Regions from separate parts of the Rattus norvegicus genome. Here region 2 is linked to region 1. The links are chromatin contacts, called in public Hi-C maps. All regions are on one chromosome and are shown on one strand. Each heading gives the region's core, a stretch centred on a gene start, on an enhancer-like site or on the middle of the called end of the contact. The rest is flanking DNA. Distances are from core to core; before and after follow the strand shown.

What was found. Hi-C and Micro-C count contacts between places; a contact is called where the count stands out from the background.
Region 2: a Hi-C map of kidney shows a contact between it and region 1, with 2.2 times the contacts expected there. The contact joins two enhancer-like sites. A contact is called at or near these places in 4 of 12 Hi-C or Micro-C datasets (hepatocytes, kidney and liver).

The regions. Positions count from the first base shown.
Region 1 is chr8:81,168,437-81,172,689 of GRCr8, forward strand. It overlaps Cgnl1 (cingulin-like 1), which reads right to left. Exons shown (of 19, transcript NM_001389277.1): 14 at 3,410-3,499. Among named protein-coding and RNA genes, the nearest start is that of Myzap, 47 kb to the left of the region's middle. Within about 2 kb of position 2,870, at least 3 of the 93 cell types and tissues checked have an H3K27ac peak or open chromatin away from gene starts, as enhancers often do. A contact at or near this core is called in kidney, where this site is marked.
Region 2 is chr8:81,222,125-81,226,393 of GRCr8, forward strand. The region is part of intron 8 of Cgnl1 (cingulin-like 1); the gene reads right to left. Among named protein-coding and RNA genes, the nearest start is that of Cgnl1, 81 kb to the right of the region's middle. Within about 2 kb of position 2,812, at least 2 of the 93 cell types and tissues checked have an H3K27ac peak or open chromatin away from gene starts, as enhancers often do. A contact at or near this core is called in kidney, where this site is marked.

The DNA of each region.
Region 1 (4,253 bases), core at 1,620-4,119:
TTACTCTGCAACACGGTTTCACTAGTAATCTCTCTGCAGCTCAGGGAGGCCTTGAATTCACAATCCTCCTGCCTCGGCCTCCTGAGTAGCAAGGTTTTATAGGTCTGTCCTACTGGCTCTGACAAAGAAACCAAGTTTTTGGAGAAAGAAAGGTAAAAAGGCTTTCCTGGGACTTAAATAGACCCAAAGCCAGTAAAACAGTTAGCGCCACAGTGACTCTTCTTCAGCTTATAGTTTCCTGTTCTGTGTATGAGAAAATAGGCAGACGCTCCTCACCTTTTATAAATATGGCATTTGGCCAGGTCAAATCTATTCCTTCTCAACATCAGCCATATTTGAAAGGCGGTCCAAACCTCAAAAGGTATTAAAACATTTATCTTGATTAGGATTCTCTGAACATATATACTATCCTGGTTAGTATGGAAGAAAATCCCCTAGACTCAGAAAGTAAATAACGGGGCCAGCGAGAACTGAATAAACAGAGAATAACGAGAGAAGCGAGAGGCACAGAACAGAACGTTCTCACAGCGGCTTTCTCTGCCCCAGAGCAGCACAGTGAAGGGCGTCTGCACCCCCTCCTTACTCCCAGCTCTTTCTTACACTGATTTTCTAGAACACTGTATATGCTTCACTGCTCTGCTGAATAGCCTTCCATGGCTCCCCTTGCCTTCAGGATGCAGCCATTCAAAGCCTTGCCTCTCCAAACCCGGCCCCTCCACTTTCTTCATGGAAACCAGAAATGTGTGAGCTTTCGTTGCTTCTCAACATCCGGTGCTGACTTGTCGACCTGTTCTGGCTCTGATGCCACACCCACTGTGCCCAGCTACTCTGCTGGATCACTTCTTCAAGGTTGATGCCTGGCCAAGATTTCACTAAGGGCCTTTCCCTCATGGACTGGCATCCCACTCTTGGTATTTAGCACCTGTGCCGTTTTACTGTTAGTTTTCTGCTTGTTAAATCTAGTTCCTCTCCTAGGATCACTCCGGAATTCTGCAGCTTTACCACTCTGCCATGCATGAAGCCATATTTGCTGTATTTTCCAGGCTCTGGTAGCTAAAACACCATGTTTGGGAAGAGGAAGCCTAAGTTAGCCCTTAGAGCTACCTGCCACAGGACTCTGCCTTAAGTCCTTCGTGGTTCTGGGTCTCAAATCTTTCATCCATTACACAATTCTGCAGATTTAACCCAAGGTCCTGTCAGAGGGCCAGCCTTAGGCTTAGATTGCCAGAGCCCTTTGGTCTGGCCTATTTACCTAAGACCTAACGCTGGGATGAGGGGAAAGACTGGATATATTGGGAGGAAACAGGATTCAGAACTTAGGAGTGCTCAGTTTTAAATAGAGAACAGAAAACTTTACTTTTAAAAGACAGCAAGAGGGTTTTGTTTTTGTTTTTGTTTTTTGTTTTGTTTTTGTTTTTGTTGTTGTTGTTGTTTTAATCTTTTCTTGTGCTTCCTCTTTTTCTAGCTGTAATTTGCTGGGAGTCCCTGGCTAATGCCATTCATAGGACTCAAGGTGACCGGTGCCACTTTCTGTCCTTTAGTCTCCTGACTTTGTTAGGATATCAGAAACTCAGAACTGATTAGAGGAGAAAGGGGTTCAGCTTTTAAGGGTCCCCTTCCTGCTGCGATATGACAGGCAGCCACAGGTGCATGTCCCTGGGAAGTCAGCACTGACTCTCTACATGCCCTGTCTACATGCCCTGTCTACATGCCCTTTAAAGGCAGAAAGCCAGCATTTGAGACAAAGGATTGTTGGTGAAGCGGGACATTCTTCTCAAATGTCCCTCTCTAATCAGGAGGCATCAAGGGCCAGAAGGGGTCAGAGACCTCCATCAACAGGCATCACTCACCAGTGCTCAGAGGCTGAGGCAGGAGGATAGACAGGTAGAGGCTAGCATGGGCTTCATAACAAGACCTATCACCACAAACCATGGAAGGAAGGGAGGGAGGGAAGGAAGGGGAAGCAGCATCGGTCTTAGAGCTTTGGGTTTGTTTCTCATCAGTTTCTACATCAATTTGAACTTGATTTTCAGTTTCTCCATTTACAGCAAGCATGCACTTACTTTCTCTACCTCCCAGAAATGACAAGGCAGAAATGGAACTGGACAATTGGCAGGTTTGGAGAGGGGACACCTTTAGATACTTCTACATAAATAGCTTTGGTTTATTTGTGGAAAAGGTCTTGTGTAGCCCAGGCTGGCATTGAACTTAAGATGTAGCCAAGGATAGATGGCCTTGAATGTCTGATCCTCCTGCCTTCACTTCTTAGAATCACAGCCATGCATTACCATGCCAGTTTTTGCAGTGCCGGGGATTGAACCCAGGACTTTGTGCATGATGGGCAAGTACCCTGCAAACTGAGCTACATCTCCAGACTCAGTAATCTGGGAATCCCCCAAAGCTCCACAGGAGGCCAGCACAGGAGCAGACCTAAGTCTGCGCATGGAGTCCTCCAGCATGAACCCTCAAGTTCTTGGCTCAATGGAAAATTTTCAGCATTGATCACTGAGGCGAGCAGTCGCATCCCATGACTCAGTGAGAGGAGAAAGCCAAAGGCGCTCTGGGACCAGACACCTCATGGTTCTGGGCCAGCAGCTGAACCAGTGGAAGTGCTGTGTTCTGGTTCAGCATGCCTGTGTTTTCTTCTGGGTATTCATGGTGGAACTGAAAACTGGTTTTAACCGCCTGGAATATTAGTAAGGTGACAGTTCTCACCATTCCTCCCACTGTACTTCAATCACAGGGAACCTGGACAAAACAAACCTACGGGCATTTCTCTCATTATGCATGCTTAGCAGACTTGGAATGCCCTGAGGTACAACGGCTGCTTAACCAGACTGGCAGGACCTCCTAACAAAACAGCTCTGAGGCCAGTACGAGAACTTAGAAAACACAGGAAGAACTGTGGGGAGCCAATGTCAAGGTTGAGCTGCCCATCTGTGTCCTGGCATTCGAGAAAGTCCCTCTCTAAACCTCTGCTGCTCAGGCTTCTGAATGCTACCCCACCATGAGCACAGCTCAGGAGCCAACACAGAACCAGAGCCTCACTCCCCATGGAAACGCATGCACATCAGAAGGGTGGGTGGCAAAGGAGCCAGTGACCTTCATCTTCGTTTGTGAGCAGGGACTGCCAGCCCACTGACGCCCCCCAAACCTCCAGCCTAGTCACCCTGAGGTGAACCTTGGTTTCTGCAACTAATATATCATTTCCTGCCACCACTCTAGGAAATTCCCTCATGTTACCAATCCCTTCCCTCCCAGTGGCTTATGATGTCAAAGACTACTGAATCTCTCCTTGTGCTCTGTAAGGCAAGACTGTCTCCTCCTCACTCTGAGTCCCTAGGCTCAACCTCTCATGCCTCATTTCCCATAGTGCCACACACTTCTCCCTTCAACAACTCCCTCATACCTGTTCCCTGCTCCAAGTGATCCTCTCAGACAGCAAGTCAGCGTTCGTTCTTTCTTCTTCCAACTCAATCTCCAATTGGGACACCTTGTCCTGGGAAAGGAGGACACAAACAGGTCACTTCAGTTCGACTTACTTGCATTAGGAGCACGGGGTGCCCATGGAAAGAAACCCCGAGAGCAAATGAGAACCGAGCATTGTTAGGGCTTGCGAACATAAGGCATCTATTTCTTTTCCTCTCTCCTTCTCTTCTTCTCTTTCCTTCTTCCTAAAGGATCCCAGAGTACCCTCAAATTTCCTATGTAGCCCAGGATCATCTCAAACCTGCTCTTCCTACATCTACCTCCCAAGTGCTGGTGTTACAAGATCGAGCCTTATATTCAGTGCTTGAAATTGAACCCAGAGCTTCACTGCTAGGCAAGTGTTCTACTAGCGACAGACACCCCCAGCTTTTATCTGTGTCATTTCTTACACTGTCCACAGCAGGTATTTTAAAAATGTGTTGTTGCTTTTGTGATACAGTTGGGCACACAGGAAATATACAAAAGGAGAAAAGCATTACCCTAAGCCCCGATGAACGAAACAAACGCACTAAGGATGTGTTGGTATAGTTTGTGTCTTAACTGGGAAGGCAGCCCGGACAGTTCTACAAATACTTCATGCTCCAGAAGCTTTCTCCCATGAGTGACCTGCCTCTTTTCTACAGCACCCGGTAACCAGCAGTGGACACTCCCGAACCCGCACTGGATTGCACAGGACAGTGGTGGCCAATTCTGGTAAATCACCATCACAGAGTAATGACAGTCTGTTCCTCTGGACGCTATTAAACATCACTGGGAATTCAGAG
Region 2 (4,269 bases), core at 1,562-4,061, 54 kb after region 1:
ATAGGGTGAATCTGTCATTGTACCCCTGTCCTCCTGCCCTGGGAGCAGCTCCTTGAAGGCCCTAACCCTGGGTGACATCTCTAGACAGTAAACACAATGAGGAAACCATCCTGACTGCTGGATGAAACAGAACTGGGGATTACATATACATATTCACATAGCATTAACAAGAAGTTCTTTGTGGGCCAGTGTGATGTTAGTTAAACACCAGGCCAGACTCGAAGATTTTACCAGCATTTGTCAAGGTCATTACCAGTGGCCACGGTGGGCAGAGTAAATTATTAACTCTGATCCAGGAAGTGCACCATCCACAGTAATGCTGCTTACTTCCAGCTTGACTGAGTCAGATACAAGGGACAGCATTGAGGGGGCCCTGGAGGGCACCAGATAGCATTATGGGAAGAAGTGAGCGCAGAACTGGGGTAGGAACTCAAAACCCTGGGGTCTCAGGAACCAAGTATCAAGGGACTGTGGGACTCTCTCACCCAAGGTCATGGCCTAGAGAACTGGAAGAAAGATGTCTAGACCAAGTAGACATCCTTGCAGACTGGAGAGCAGGTAAGGCTCAGACGATTCCATTACATCAGAGACAAGCTAGACACAAGTTCAGGGTCATCGGCGCAAACCTTCCTGCCTTAGAAGGTTTCCCTATGTGGGAACCCAATGCCAGTTTTCCTGAGCTTTGATTCTTGCTATAAGGAACAGACTTAGTGTTTCCCATCACGACTGGCCACCTCCTGACCTTCCTGCGCTGTCATCTCGCCGGTAGAACCTGCTCAAGCAGATGTCTCCAGGTTCTTGGACAGTTTGGGATGGAAAAAAACAGGGTGCAATGTCCTCCTCCCATATCCCATGTGCCCACATATGCTCAGACCACTTTTGCTTCAATGCCACCTTTGCTGAGTCCTGCCATTTATTAGTTTGACTTCTTGACTATTTCTACATACTCAGTTTGAGAGAGAGAGAGAGAGAGAGAGAGAGAGAGAGAGAGAGAGAGAGAGAGAGAGAGAGAGAATGAGAGTCTTTGATGAACATCCAGGCTTTTTCCTCCCACTATGTATAAATGGACTCAAAGTTTCCTTAAATCCAGACACAGCCAGATTTCTTCCCTTCAGACCACACACTTGAGAAAAATGAATAGAAATTTACCAAATAAAACAAAAGGAAGGGAAGTGTTCAAAGGCAAAAATATGTGTGCTTGGCCCTGTTCTCCACAGCATCTGTATCCCCAAGGAAAAGGCCCATCCACAGCACTGGAATTTCCTGAGGAAAGGCCACTCCCCTGGCACTCACACACCTACTCCCAGGCCAACTGCACATCCCAGCTCTGTTTCCTGCTCTGGAAGTTTCTGCAGTCTCCCTGAGAAACTGAGGCAAGAAAAATAGAGAAATTTGGGGGAACTTGAGAAGGAAAGGGAGCTTGGGTTGGAACAAGAATCCCAACACAGTGTACAACCATGGAAGGCCTTTCTCCCCTCCTGGCTGGAAACCTGCAGGCTTTGAATCCACGCATCAGAAACCCCATTTTTGAGGAAAGTGTGTGCACTAAAGCTTTTGCCCAACTACAGCAGCCCTGGTTTTACCTTATCAGATGATAATTCCATCCAACTCATCTTCAAAGCCAGCTCTCTTTTCTCAGTTCTCAAAAGTGGAAGAGCACAGGCCACAGGGATGAGCCTATGACTACTATTTTGCTACTGTACAAAACCTGCCCCCTAAATACCTTTCTCCGTAAGCACAGGTGAGCACAGCTCTCAGACCTCATCAGAGAAGTTTCTCTGCACCGTGGACAGTGGTTAGTGGAGAAACTTGGCAACTAGTCAAAGTGCAGAGAAGAAGTGTATGGAAGGCTCAGCCACAAACAGGACCATGGTATCACACACACACACACACACACACACACACACACACACACACACACACACACACACGGCTCAGGAACCATTGTGGAAGAAGGGGTGGAAAGATTCCAAGAGCCAGAGGTGGTTGGAGAGGCAATGAGGTCAGTCAACATTCCAGTGTGGGAAGGAGTTCTTGAGCCCCCCACTTGCTGAAGAGCTATCAATGGTTGATAATGGCAGAGAGAGGGAGAGTCAGCTTTCTTTGAGGGTGTGGCCCCTAGTAGGTCAACTGTGCTCCATTGGGGGTCCATGCCAATGGGTTTATGGACAGAGCAAACTGGATTTGGTGGATTATTTAAAAGAGAACAAAAGGGAAACCATGAAGCCAGGACTGAGGGGTAGATCAGATATAAACTGGGAGAGACGTGAAGGTAAGTTGATCAAAATGTATCCATGTATAAAGTTCTCAAAATGGTAGCAAAAGATGGTGTTTAAAGGAGAGAAAAGAAAAAGGAAAGGTTTCTCTAGAACCACCAACAGAGTATCTAATGGCCAATGCTAAGACAGCTATGACGCTCCTTTGGGGAGGCCACATTAGCATAGCCTTATTTCCTGAGCACCTCTTTCTCTTAACTTCAAGCCTGTATTAAAAGCATCGTCAATAAAATCCCCGTCTCTGCTTCATCTTATTGGCTGAATTTTCTCTCAGCATCAAAGTCTGAGTAGAGACCCTAAAAGATTAGGAGGACACCCCTCAGGTTGCTGAGTTTGCCAGGGTGGAGCTGAGGTCTCTGTCCAGTCACCAATAATGGAGCAAACAATTTGCCCTCTAGTTTGCCTTTTGTGAAATTAACTGAATGATGCTGGCTTAAACTAGTTCCCTTGTCCGAAGGTGACCAGGGCAGAAGGATTTTTCCTCCGTGTGTGTGTGACGCTAACTTGCTCTTACACATTTCCAGAGTCCTGAACACATGACTCACTCTGTACTTCAAAACTCACTAAACCACATCTAATCACTCCTCGGGGCACCTACCTGCTGTGTAATGATTGCCACCGGAATTCGTCCACCACGCACGAAGCACCTAAATCCATCTCTACCAGTTCAGGCCCAAGATGGATAAGCACATTATCTGCAGGACCGAGAGGACTTAGTAGGTGAGAACACTTGGTAAACAAGCAAAAGGAACTGAGCTGAGATCCCCAGGTCCAACAAAAGAAGCTCACCAAGGCTGTCTGTGTGCCTGTGACCCTAGCGATGCAGAGGGCCAGGTCAGGAGGCTTTCTGGAATTTGCTGGCTACCAGCACGACTCGAGAATAAAGCAGAGAACAGGAGAGCAGGACTACCCAGTGCCCTCTTCTGGCCTTGGCACTGGCACCTCTCTACATATACTACACTCGATACCCACATACACACACATATGCACATAAATACACATCTACGGGGTTGGGGATTTAGCTCAGTGGTAGAGCGCTTGCCTAGGAAGCGCAAGGCCCTGGGTTCGGTCCCCAGCTCCGAAAAAAAGAAAAAATAATAAATAAAAATAATACACATATACATTCATACACTCAACACACACGCACACAATATATACACATACATATTTACACATTCACACACACAGACATACACATACTCACACACACAACCTTTTGGATACACAAATATAAATAAGACCATAACTGTCTAGAGTAAGTTAAAATGTTATAGTAATTATCTACTATTACATAACCAATTTCCTCACAATCCAGCCTTAAACAACAACCGCTGTTTGCCTTCACAAGTTTCTGGGGTAGTAGAAGTGATGTAGTGATGCTGGCTCCAGTGAACCAGGAGCCAGGATGTTGGCCAACTTGAGCCTGGTGGCACAGGCCTGTCATTCCAGGCTAAAGCAGGAGGATTAAAAGTTCAAAGCCTGGGCTACAGAGTGGGTTTAACACCTGCCTGTGCAACTTAGTGAGACCCTACCTCAAAAGAAATGGGAGGGGAGCTGAGGATGCAGCTCAGTGGTAGATCAGGTGCCTGGCAGGCACAAGGCGCTGGGTGAAGTCCGTGGTATTCTGCCATGCACTACAAAAGTGGGGAGGGAGGCTTGCGGACCAGAACTAAAGGCTCTGCCTCCAAAATGGCACAATCATATGACAGCAGACAGGTAGATTCAATGTCTTACAGCTTGGGTCTTCTCACGGGCTATTTGAATAGTCTTGAAACGATGCAGCTAGCTCTCCTCTGAGCAAGAGAGCTGAGAGAAACCAAGGAGAGAAGCCATCATGTCTCCCAAGACCTACCAAGAAGCCACACATTGTTCTTCCTATAACGGCAGTCAATGTGGGAAGAGACTCCAAAGGAGTAAGGTAACTAAAGTACAGCCATTGGAGGCCAACTTAGAACTGGGCTCCCATGATGCCATCAGTAGCCTGATTTCCTCT